2 separate regions of the Mus musculus genome follow, and region 1 is linked to region 2. Evidence: chromatin contacts called from public Hi-C data. All regions are on one chromosome and are shown on one strand. The core of a region is the stretch at or near the end of the contact, and the rest is flanking DNA. Distances in the headings are between cores, read along the strand shown. Region 1 overlaps Capzb (capping protein (actin filament) muscle Z-line, beta). Region 2 overlaps Micos10 (mitochondrial contact site and cristae organizing system subunit 10).

The links. Hi-C and Micro-C count contacts between places; a contact is called where the count stands out from the background.
Region 1: a contact with region 2 is called in a Hi-C map of the HPC-7 cell line, with 2.7 times the contacts expected there. The contact joins two enhancer-like sites. A contact is called at or near these places in 6 of 484 Hi-C or Micro-C datasets (CD4 T cells, the HPC-7 cell line, bone marrow-derived macrophages and 3 more), 9 of 115 datasets of contacts at active chromatin or transcription factors (the HPC-7 cell line, astrocytes, bone marrow-derived macrophages and 5 more) and 3 of 9 other capture datasets (adipose tissue, liver and pancreatic islet).

Annotation. Positions count from the first base shown.
Region 1 is chr4:139,219,303-139,223,727 of GRCm38.p6, reverse strand. All of the region lies in intron 1 of Capzb (capping protein (actin filament) muscle Z-line, beta), which reads right to left. Among named protein-coding and RNA genes, the nearest start is that of Capzb, 29 kb to the right of the region's middle. Within about 2 kb of position 1,722, at least 11 of the 459 cell types and tissues checked have an H3K27ac peak or open chromatin away from gene starts, as enhancers often do. A contact at or near this core is called in the HPC-7 cell line, where this site is marked.
Region 2 is chr4:139,113,570-139,118,571 of GRCm38.p6, reverse strand. The region is part of intron 1 of Micos10 (mitochondrial contact site and cristae organizing system subunit 10); the gene reads left to right. Among named protein-coding and RNA genes, the nearest start is that of Micos10, 15 kb to the left of the region's middle. Within about 2 kb of position 1,996, at least 29 of the 459 cell types and tissues checked have an H3K27ac peak or open chromatin away from gene starts, as enhancers often do. A contact at or near this core is called in the HPC-7 cell line, where this site is marked.

The DNA.
Region 1 (4,425 bases), core at 473-2,972, 110 kb before region 2:
AACTGCAGGGACCATTTCACCAGCTCTCGGTGCCTTGGAAACAAACAAAAACAGAGGAAGCCAAAACTAAACACTTTGGCCATGGCACTGGATGGTACTTCTAAATTAGGGAAACCAACTGCTGACAGCCATACTGCTGTCCAGACTGCAAGGTTTCGTGACAGTGCACTAGCCCCTATGCCAGGCTCCCCAGCTGTGGTGGCACAGCGAGCTCTGTGCTCTTTCCTCCTAGTACCTGAGACCCGCCTAACAGATCTGCCTCCTGGGACCTGGAGCCAATCAGGATGCAAACCATTTTACCGACTAGATGAAATTCAGGCGAGATAGCTACAGAGTAGCTTTGCAACTAAGTTTCAAATTGGGAAGAAAAAACAATTTAAGGGGGTGGACACAAACCCTGTGACTCAGGAATTCAAACAGACCTATAAGAGGCTCTGACATAAAACATATTCACTTCAGCAACATTTGTAACAGCCCAAAGTAAAGGCAACCTTGATTGTATATTATGGTACAATAATATCACACACTGCAACTTGCAATTTAACAGCAAGTTTCCAGGAGACGTTAGATGATAGATGATGCTGTTGCAAAAAAATCCCAAACTATGAAAGAGGTTTTATCCATAAGGGCAATTCTGAGTGACTTATCCTTCTTCCCTGCCTCAACATGGTTCTCTGGGTAGCCCAGGCTGGCCCTGAAAATGATCCTCCTACTCCAGTTTCCCAGTGCTCGAAGTACGGGTATGTATCACCAAAAGCCTGGCAATTTCCTTTTTTATTTTTTGTATTTTCCATAAACACAAGCTTGCCCCCTAATTGTCTGTGTGGATAGATGGACGGTGTGGTCTATAAAATGTCATGCATTGCAAAAAAGAAAGGAAAAAAAAAAAGGAAAGGAAAGGAAAAGGAAAGGAAAGGAAAAGAAAAGGAAGGAAAAAAAAAAAAAAGCACCCTCCCACCCCCAAGATCCCTTTATCCACACATCCCAAAGGCTTTCTGATAAACAGAGTATGATTCAGTGGTTGGTAGAGCACTTGCTGGGCACGCACGCGGTCCTAGGTTCAACTCTCAGCTCCACAAATGCTACCACCTTTTTAAAAAGAATCTGTGTAGTCCACATGTATGAAATGACCAGACAGTGGCTTCCTGGGGCAAGGCGGGAACAGAGATGGCGAGGGAAGCATTCTAAGATTAGACTGTGGTTATGGCTATACAATTGTACAATTACTAAAAATTTACAGAACTGCATTATACAATGGATGCTGGGAATTTTTATTTGAAAGGAAGAATGAGAGAAAGAAAGAAAACAAGACCAGAAGCCCCAGGATAGAGGCAGAAATGGTGGTGGCTTTGAGGAAGGCAGCCATGGCTTAGTCTGTTGCCACAAGAACGGGGCAGGAAAACGTGGTCCGCCGGCAGGCGGCTCACCAGATCCCCAGGTCAGCTCCAACAGGCACACGGCCTGAGAGAAGGTTGGCTTTACAGGGGCTGCCAGCTTCACTGCAGAGATGAGTGGAGATGAAGGCAGTGGTGGTTCAGGGGCCTAAGTGCTATGCAAGCTCAGGCAGGACACACTGTGCACTGAAGAACTGCAAGCACTTGGCTCTCCCTCAACAGGAACTGTAAAGCCACCGCGGTGGTCAAAAGATGTGCTGTGGATGCTGTGGAAGTGCTCAAAGGAAGTGGAGGAAATGGGAGATTACAGTGTGTTCAGGGGACGCAAGGGGAGCATTATGATGTGGATGCTAACACATTACACAGAGGGCTTGGTGAGTAGAGGCTAGACAGGCTGGATATCTGCACAAATCTCTCAGGAAGTACCTGGCAATTAAGCATCAAATGCTATTAGAATGTTTTTTTCCTTCTATGCTCTACTCAAAGGTGGCGCTGGACAGAGGTTAGCTGCCCCTGCTGTGTGGACACGGAGACCAGTTTTCCAACACAAGCAGCGGCTAGGCCTTCTGCAGTGTCAACCCTCAAATGCGTATGGCATGGGTGAAGAGAGAAGTGCACTTTTAAAGCGCTAACCCTGACTGACTGAAAGCTCCTTTTCTTGGCAGGGAAGATGGTATTTTTTTCCTCCTTGTAACACATTTTGAACCCCAAGCATTTTACAGGACTTCTCAGACTCTTGAGGACCACAGCCCATCCACCAACTGCGTCTTGTCAGCCTGAGGGGCTTTATCTCCTCCAGGCACATTCTTCTGTTTGTTTGTCTGAGACAGGGTCTCTCTGTGTAGCCCTGGCTGGCCTGGAACTCATTTTGTAGAACCAGGTTGGCCTCAAACTCAGAGATCTGCCTGCTTCTGCCTCCTAAGCGCCATACATCTAGCTCAGACACACCAGAAGAGGGCGTCAGATCCCATTACAGATGGTTGTGAGCCACCATGTGGTTCCTGGGAATCGAACTCAGGACCTCTGGAAGAGCTGTTAGTGCTCTTAACCACTAAGCCATCTCTCCAGCCCAGATACATTTTGAAAAATGTGTTATAAATATTTTTCCTGCATGTATGTCTGTGTACCATCTATCTGCAGTGCCCAAGGACACCAGAAGAGGGAGCTGGGAACCAAACCTGGGTCCTCTGGAATAATAGCTAGTGCTCTTAACTGCTGAGCTCTTTCTCCAGAGTCCAGACATAAAAATCTAACACTGAATACGTGTTCCAATAAAAGTACAAACTCACTGTCCCAAATATGACAACCCCTACGCTGATGACTACAGTAGTCCCAATCCCAGCTCTCATGAGAAAGCTTTACTGTGAGCACTGACAACCTTTGCAAACTTCAATGTGAAGGAATGCATTTAAAATGTGGCCAGAATGCCAGACAAGCTTAGACCTTGTCTTTGAGTTGGCCTGGGGAAGCAGGGACCACAGGACTTTCCATGCATCTTCTTCCAAGTGTTGTGTGGACCAAGTGCCACAGCCATGTCACCTCAGTTGACAAGCACATGCCCACCAAGCCCAGGGCCAGGTCTCTGTCTGCCTATCAACAAATCTCACTCAAAACTGTCCCAGCAGCCAACACAATGCTTTGTCACATCAATGGCATCCGTAGTTCAGCAGGGTGCTTTAGAGTCTGGGTTCAATGCCCAGCTCTGACCCAAAAAACCAACCAACCAACCAGATCTAATCACCTGCTCTCTCTCTCACTCTGACCTCCACCCTGTGTTCCAAGGAATCTCCAGTGTAGCAGAAGGCAGGGCTAAGAACCAGAAGCTCCCGTACTCTACTTCCCAAGAGTTTTGGAGACAGAAATTATCATCGTGCCTCCCTCATCTTCTTTAATCCACAAAGCTCAGAGAAAAATCCCCACCCTGTCTCCCTTTTGAATCATGAGTCAAACCTGGTTCTCGTGACTGTGTGGACCAAAGGATGCTGCAGTGTCCCACCTTCCCTTGTCCATGCTAATGCCCAGTGTCCCCACTACTCTGCACATGACCCTGCCTGGTGACTTCCCAATGTGCCAACAAGCTGTCACCTGACCACCATGTTTCCTAGGGAGGCTTTGCAGCAATGGGTACTCAATGATTTCCACCAACTTTGCTATTTCGTCTTCCTCCCAGTTCTTTTGCTTTGGTCATGGACGTTCTGACCCTGGTGGCCATTTGGTCACCTGTTCCCATCTCCCACAAGACCTGGGGTGCTTATCACCATGCTCTGGCTCTGGTTGACATTTCTGGACTGGTTGCTGGCTACCTAGTCCTGGACTACCCTGGCATTCCAGGAAACAAGGGTTAAAGGCAGCAGAGGCCATGGGACGTAGAAAGAGACCACTGGCCATTGCCCCATGCTGCCTGCCTGACTGCCAGCTTCCATCTGGCTCCCATATGACCCAAGCAGCTGGCCAGGTGCTTTTCATTTGCAGATGAAACCCCGGGCGGCTCTGTGGCCACAGAAACGCCTGACCTCAGAGTCTCTTGGAGTCTGACATGCACAAACCATACTTGTGTGTCACTGAGCAGGGCTAAAAGGTCACACTCCACAGTTGGAAGCCTGAGGGCTACAAGAACAAAGTGGGACCTCTTGGACATTCTGATGACAGCCAGCAAAGAAGGCACTAGGACTGGGGCTAAGAAACAGTGACACTGCCCTTCATGCCTGTCTCAATCAAAAATTGCCTCTGTGTTGTATGCCAGCATGCTCATGGAGAAGCTAGTCTTTTCCAAATGTCCAACAGCCGCATAGTACAAAAGAGAAAAACTGGAGTCCTAAAGAAAGCATAGCTGAGCTGCTGTGAGGATGGCTCAGTGGGGAGGCCTCATGCTGCTAAGCCTGACTGACATGATTGGAGCCCCAGGACCTACAAGGTAGAAGAGTCAACTTCTATCCACTGTCCTCTGACCTCCACATGTCAGTTATGCATACACATACTTTTGTAAAAGGCACACTATACGTCCATGACTATGTCATCCCATAGGAAGAGT
Region 2 (5,002 bases), core at 747-3,246:
AGAGAGTACAAGTGATGGTGGTATTTGCTGATCTCAGTGCTGGCTGCACAGGCATGTACAGATACAGGAACTTCTAAAGTTTGACACTTTTTGCCCATGCATCCATGTATACATGCCATGGCTTGTGTGTGGAGGTCAGAGGCAGGGTGGCATGGTGAATTGTGTAAAGTTGTGAAGTCTTCCCATGTCTCTTCCTTTTAGTAGGATAGGGAAACTGGTTCATAGTTGAGTTTGGGAGAAGTTGGCCCCCAGTGCTTGCTTTAGTGTTGGCGTCTAAACTAACTACGTCATAATGCCTAGGCTTGTCTGTTGGTTTTGCAGTGTGCTGACATAATGGTGGACACATTTCTTTTCATAGTGCTTTGGCAAGCTTTTGTGAGTTCAGATAAATGCTTCTGTCTCCTCTTCCTCTCCCTCTCCTCTTCTTCCTCCTCTTCTTCCTTTGTTGTCAGAACCTTCGCAAACATGCCACTCAGACTTCGTTCTTGATAGGTTTGAACCTGAAGCAGGTGACTTAAGTTCCATCCTTGGGAAGGTTTGTCCTAGAAAATGGCCAGCTTCTTGTCATCGTGCAGATGACAGTCTAAATATCAGAATAAATGCCATCAACTTTAGCTTTTCACAAAGAAAATGTATTCTAAGTACAACTTCAAACTTTAGATCTGCTTATAACGTTTATGTGAGAGTATTTTCCCGTTCACTTAGTCTATGAGAACTAAGTTCTTGGATTCTTGTTGGTGAGGCTTGTAGTGCTGTGTAGTTAAGGTGGCAGAGCTCTGCTGGAGGACAGGCTGCTGCTGCTATCTCAACTTACAGTCTGGCAGAAGCTCCCAGAAGCCCTGAAATTCATTCAGATCCATCCAGCACCTTTGCAATCACCTCTGTGTGTGTTAAGTTAAAAAAGATTGATTCGTGCCAAAAAGTATCTGTCCTGGGGCTAGAGAAGAAGGCTCTGTGGTTAAAAGCATGCACTGATCTTACAGAAGACCCAAGGTCAGCTGAGCGGTGTGGTCCATGCCTTTAATCCCAGCACTCAGGAGTTTGAGGCCAACCTGGTCTACAAAGTGAGTTCCAGACAGACAGGGATACACAGAAACCCCACCTCAAAAAACCAAACCAACCAACCAAACCCAGAGGACTCAAGTACAGTTCCTAGACAGAGCCCAGGTCAGACACTTATAACCATAGATAGCTCCAGGGGATCTGTTGCCCTCTTCTAGCTTTTGAGGTACATATACTCATACATGTGAATGTGTGCAAATATCCACACACAACACATTTTTAAAATACATATTTATTTTAAGAAAACATTTGTGGGGCTGGAGAGATGACTCAGCAGTTACGAGCACCGACTGCCCTTCCAGAGGTCCTGAGTTCAAATCCCAGCAACCACATGGTGGCTCACAACCATCTGTAATGGGATCTTATGCCCTCTTCTGGTGTGGTTGAAGACACAGTGTACTAATATAAATAAAATAAATAAATCTTTAAAAAAAAATTGTTCTTTTCCCATCTCCATTAATCTTTGTCCAGGATCTCTTAGCTAAACAGCCACTCTGGATCCTAAGAAGTTCCTAAGTGCTACCAAAGGCTGCCTTTGCCTTCCGCATATTGCCTGCCTGTGGCAGCAGGCTCCAGGTTTGCCTAGCCTGAAGTACTGGGATAGGAGAGGACAAAGTGCAAACAGCAGTGCAGAGAAGGGAGGCTGAAAACTGCACCTCGGGGCTGCATGCAGCACAGGGGAGGGACTTTACCCAGCTGCTCAGGCCCTGAGCTCCACAAGAGGTACCTCAAAACAAATCTACACTATGGAGAGACTCTGAAGTTTGCATCATGTCTCCTGCTGTAGGCTCCTCTAAGTGCTGTCTCCTCCTCTATGACACTTTTGACTCTTGCCCTCATTCTGCCAATCAACTGCATACAGTGCACATCTGATGGGCTTGGCTTCTTCCCCCTTGGTGAGCCCTTTACTGCTCCATTGCTCAGCTGGCATCAGCCATGAGGCCTTGGCTGTGGGTATGACATGAAGGCCGGTTGGCTTTATCTTTTCCCTCAGCTCTATAACATATAGCAGCAGGGAGCTCATGATAGCCAACTCTCACCCCTTTCCTTTCCTTCTGCTATTGTGCCTTACACTTCTGCTTTCTGGTCATTACCTATCCCAACCCCAAGTGCCCTTATGTGGAGATGTCATTTCCCACAGCTTTGAACAGCTCACATTAGGCATTCCCTTTGTATAATTAAGGAAATGCCTGAATTACTGGCCTGAATGCATCTGAAAGGAGTTAGTCTCTTGTACTGAGTCTAGTTTAATTATAATGGTTAAAGACTTGCTAGTTTACCCGAGTGTTGCTGAGGGCAAGAATTAAGCCTTGTTGTGATGCAGTTTCCCTTCTCTGAAATGGGGCTTATATAGAAGTTTATGTAAAGATGAAGTGAGGAAACCCAGGAGCACAAGCCCTACCTAATGAGGGCTTTTCACTCTGCTGCTGTGCAGTTCTTGAGCACGGTGTAGATGTTAAAATCTTTTTTAACTTGTATTTGTGTGTGTGTGTGTGTGTGTGTGTGTGTGTGTGTGTGTGTAGGGGGGCGGGGGTTCTGCCTGTTTTATGTCTGTATACCACATGTGTGCAGTACTTGAAGAGGCCAGAAGAGGGCACTAGTTAGATCCCTCTGGGACTGGAATTACCGATGATTGTGAGCTGCCATGCGAGTGCTGGGAATTGAATCCAGGTCTCTGGAAGAGCAGCCAGTTACTCTCAACTGCTGAACCATCTCTCCAGCCCAGCGTAGATGCTTTGAAAACTTGGTCACATTTAAGAAAATTCCCCACCCCTTCTTCCATCAGTTGTTAGGTAGTGTACTTCTGTCTGGAAAGTATCTCTTGCCCTCCAGGGTGTTCCGCACAGCTCTCAGATGAACCAGAGTTTAGCTTCAGTCATGTTACTCCTTTCCTCCTCTAGGACTGTCTGTGCCGAGAACTGTTTCTGTAGAGTGACTTGGTATTCCCCTCCAGAGTGTCATCTGCCCTCCTGGGTGTGTGCAGTCACACAGCCTGGGTTTGTGTGTGTGCTTGAGTGAGTCACTGACCCCCTCTGAGTTGTTCCTGTCTTCCTGTGAGATGGGTTCATAGTAAAGCTTGCAAGGTGCTCACCACGCTGATGTTAGGACCAAGGCACACCAGTGACCATGAGAGAGCATTTGATGTGTTTCTATATAATTCTGTTTGTTATTTTCCTCAGCCTCCCTTTAATAACCAATCTTTGAGCTGCTTCTCATTTTCCCACATAGTGTTTCCACACAGGAATGAGTTAACTGTCAGTAAAATGTCTGCAGCTGTGTTTCTTACGTTGTGTCTTCCTGAAGGCTGTGCAGCTTTCTGTTGAAGTGCGCTCGAGCTATAGGTGCTACTTTCAAAGCCCTTCTGAGTGCTTGCTCCCATAATCACGTCCACACTCACCCTCCATGCCTCTCTGCACCCTGCTCTGCCTTCCCTGATCAGAACCCTTGTGATTGACATTCACCCAGAAAACCCCTTAGGACACGCCAGCAACATCCCATGAACAGACGCCTCCTCAGTCCTTTTCCTGCAGAGCCCAAGCGAGGCTGAGTCCCAGGAAGCTGTCCCACAGCCTCAGCCACCAGTGTTTGATCTTTGGTCTGGCACTGGTATCTTTTCTTGGCTATTCCATAGGACTTGGCATTACCTGGGACACTTGGGACAGCCTGTCTTGGCCTTGGGATTAAGTAAGCACCATGCAGAGCTGACGTACAACTGTATTGTTTTCTATCATAAATTGGGCTTAGAGCATCTTTCATAAATGAGGAATGTTTCTTGGAAATGTGTTTCTCATGGAGGTCAGTCCCAAGTGTTCTTCTCTATAAAAGCACACTCTTGTTTGTTCTATGGTAACACATGCTTTTTGACTGTGTAATATCGATAGAAATATGACTGACAGGAAAACATGTCTGTTATACATAGGTCAATTTGGCTTAGTCCATCCTAGTGTGTAAATACAGTTTTATTTAACCAGGGAAATCTTCATTATATTTTAAAGCAAAATGATCTAGTTGCAATAAATCTGAAGGGATTCTTTGTTAAAGACAAGAAGAATTGGGTGTGGTGATGTACATTTTATAATCCCAGATTTTGAGGGTTCAAGGCCAGCCTGAGTGACATAACAAGGTTGTGTACGCATGAGCGCGCACAGACACACACACACACTCACACACTCCAGATGAGTTCACACAAATGAAACATAGACAGTTGCTCTGAGTAGGAAATAATAGATTTTGAGCTCACCTGATGACCGTGAACACGTGAGCCAGTGACTGTACTGTAAGAGGATTAACTAGTATGCTTTTGACATCTTTTGAGTTCTACAATGACAACAACAGAGTTTAGTACTTGTTACTGAGCTCTTCGCTGTCAGTCCTAGAGCCGCCGCTGCAGTAAGCAACCCTCCAGGGCAGATTGTTTTCCCTGGGGCTGAGCAGGCTGGGGCTGGGCCTGGTAAGTGATTGACATAAAGTTGGGGATTACCTTGAGGCCTTCATGCCGCCCGCCCGCTGGCAGGAGAGTGGTCCTCCAGTGTTTACTGCTTGTCTCTTCTGTCAGACACTGGTGGGCACACAGTTAAGGACTGGGGGTTTCCAAGCCTTTTCACGTGTATAATAAGCAGCTGAGTGGGCATGGGCTCTCCTGTAACACCATGGGAGCTGTACAAAACCGAGTGGAGATGCTCTCCAGTTTTATTTTTAGATACAGATTAAGTTTTAGCCCTGATAACTTGCTGGTTCCAGTCTTATGAATAGTGAATCCTTTTTTAAAATGTTAAATGTACACTAGAGTGTGAGGTCTTAGAAAATAGTCATTTAAGAAGTTTTTTGTGAGACTGGACAGTGGTGGCACATACCTGTAATCCAGTACACAGGAGGCAGAGGCATGCTGATCTCTGAGTTCCAGGCCAGCCTTGTCTACAGAGTGAGTACCAAGAGAGCC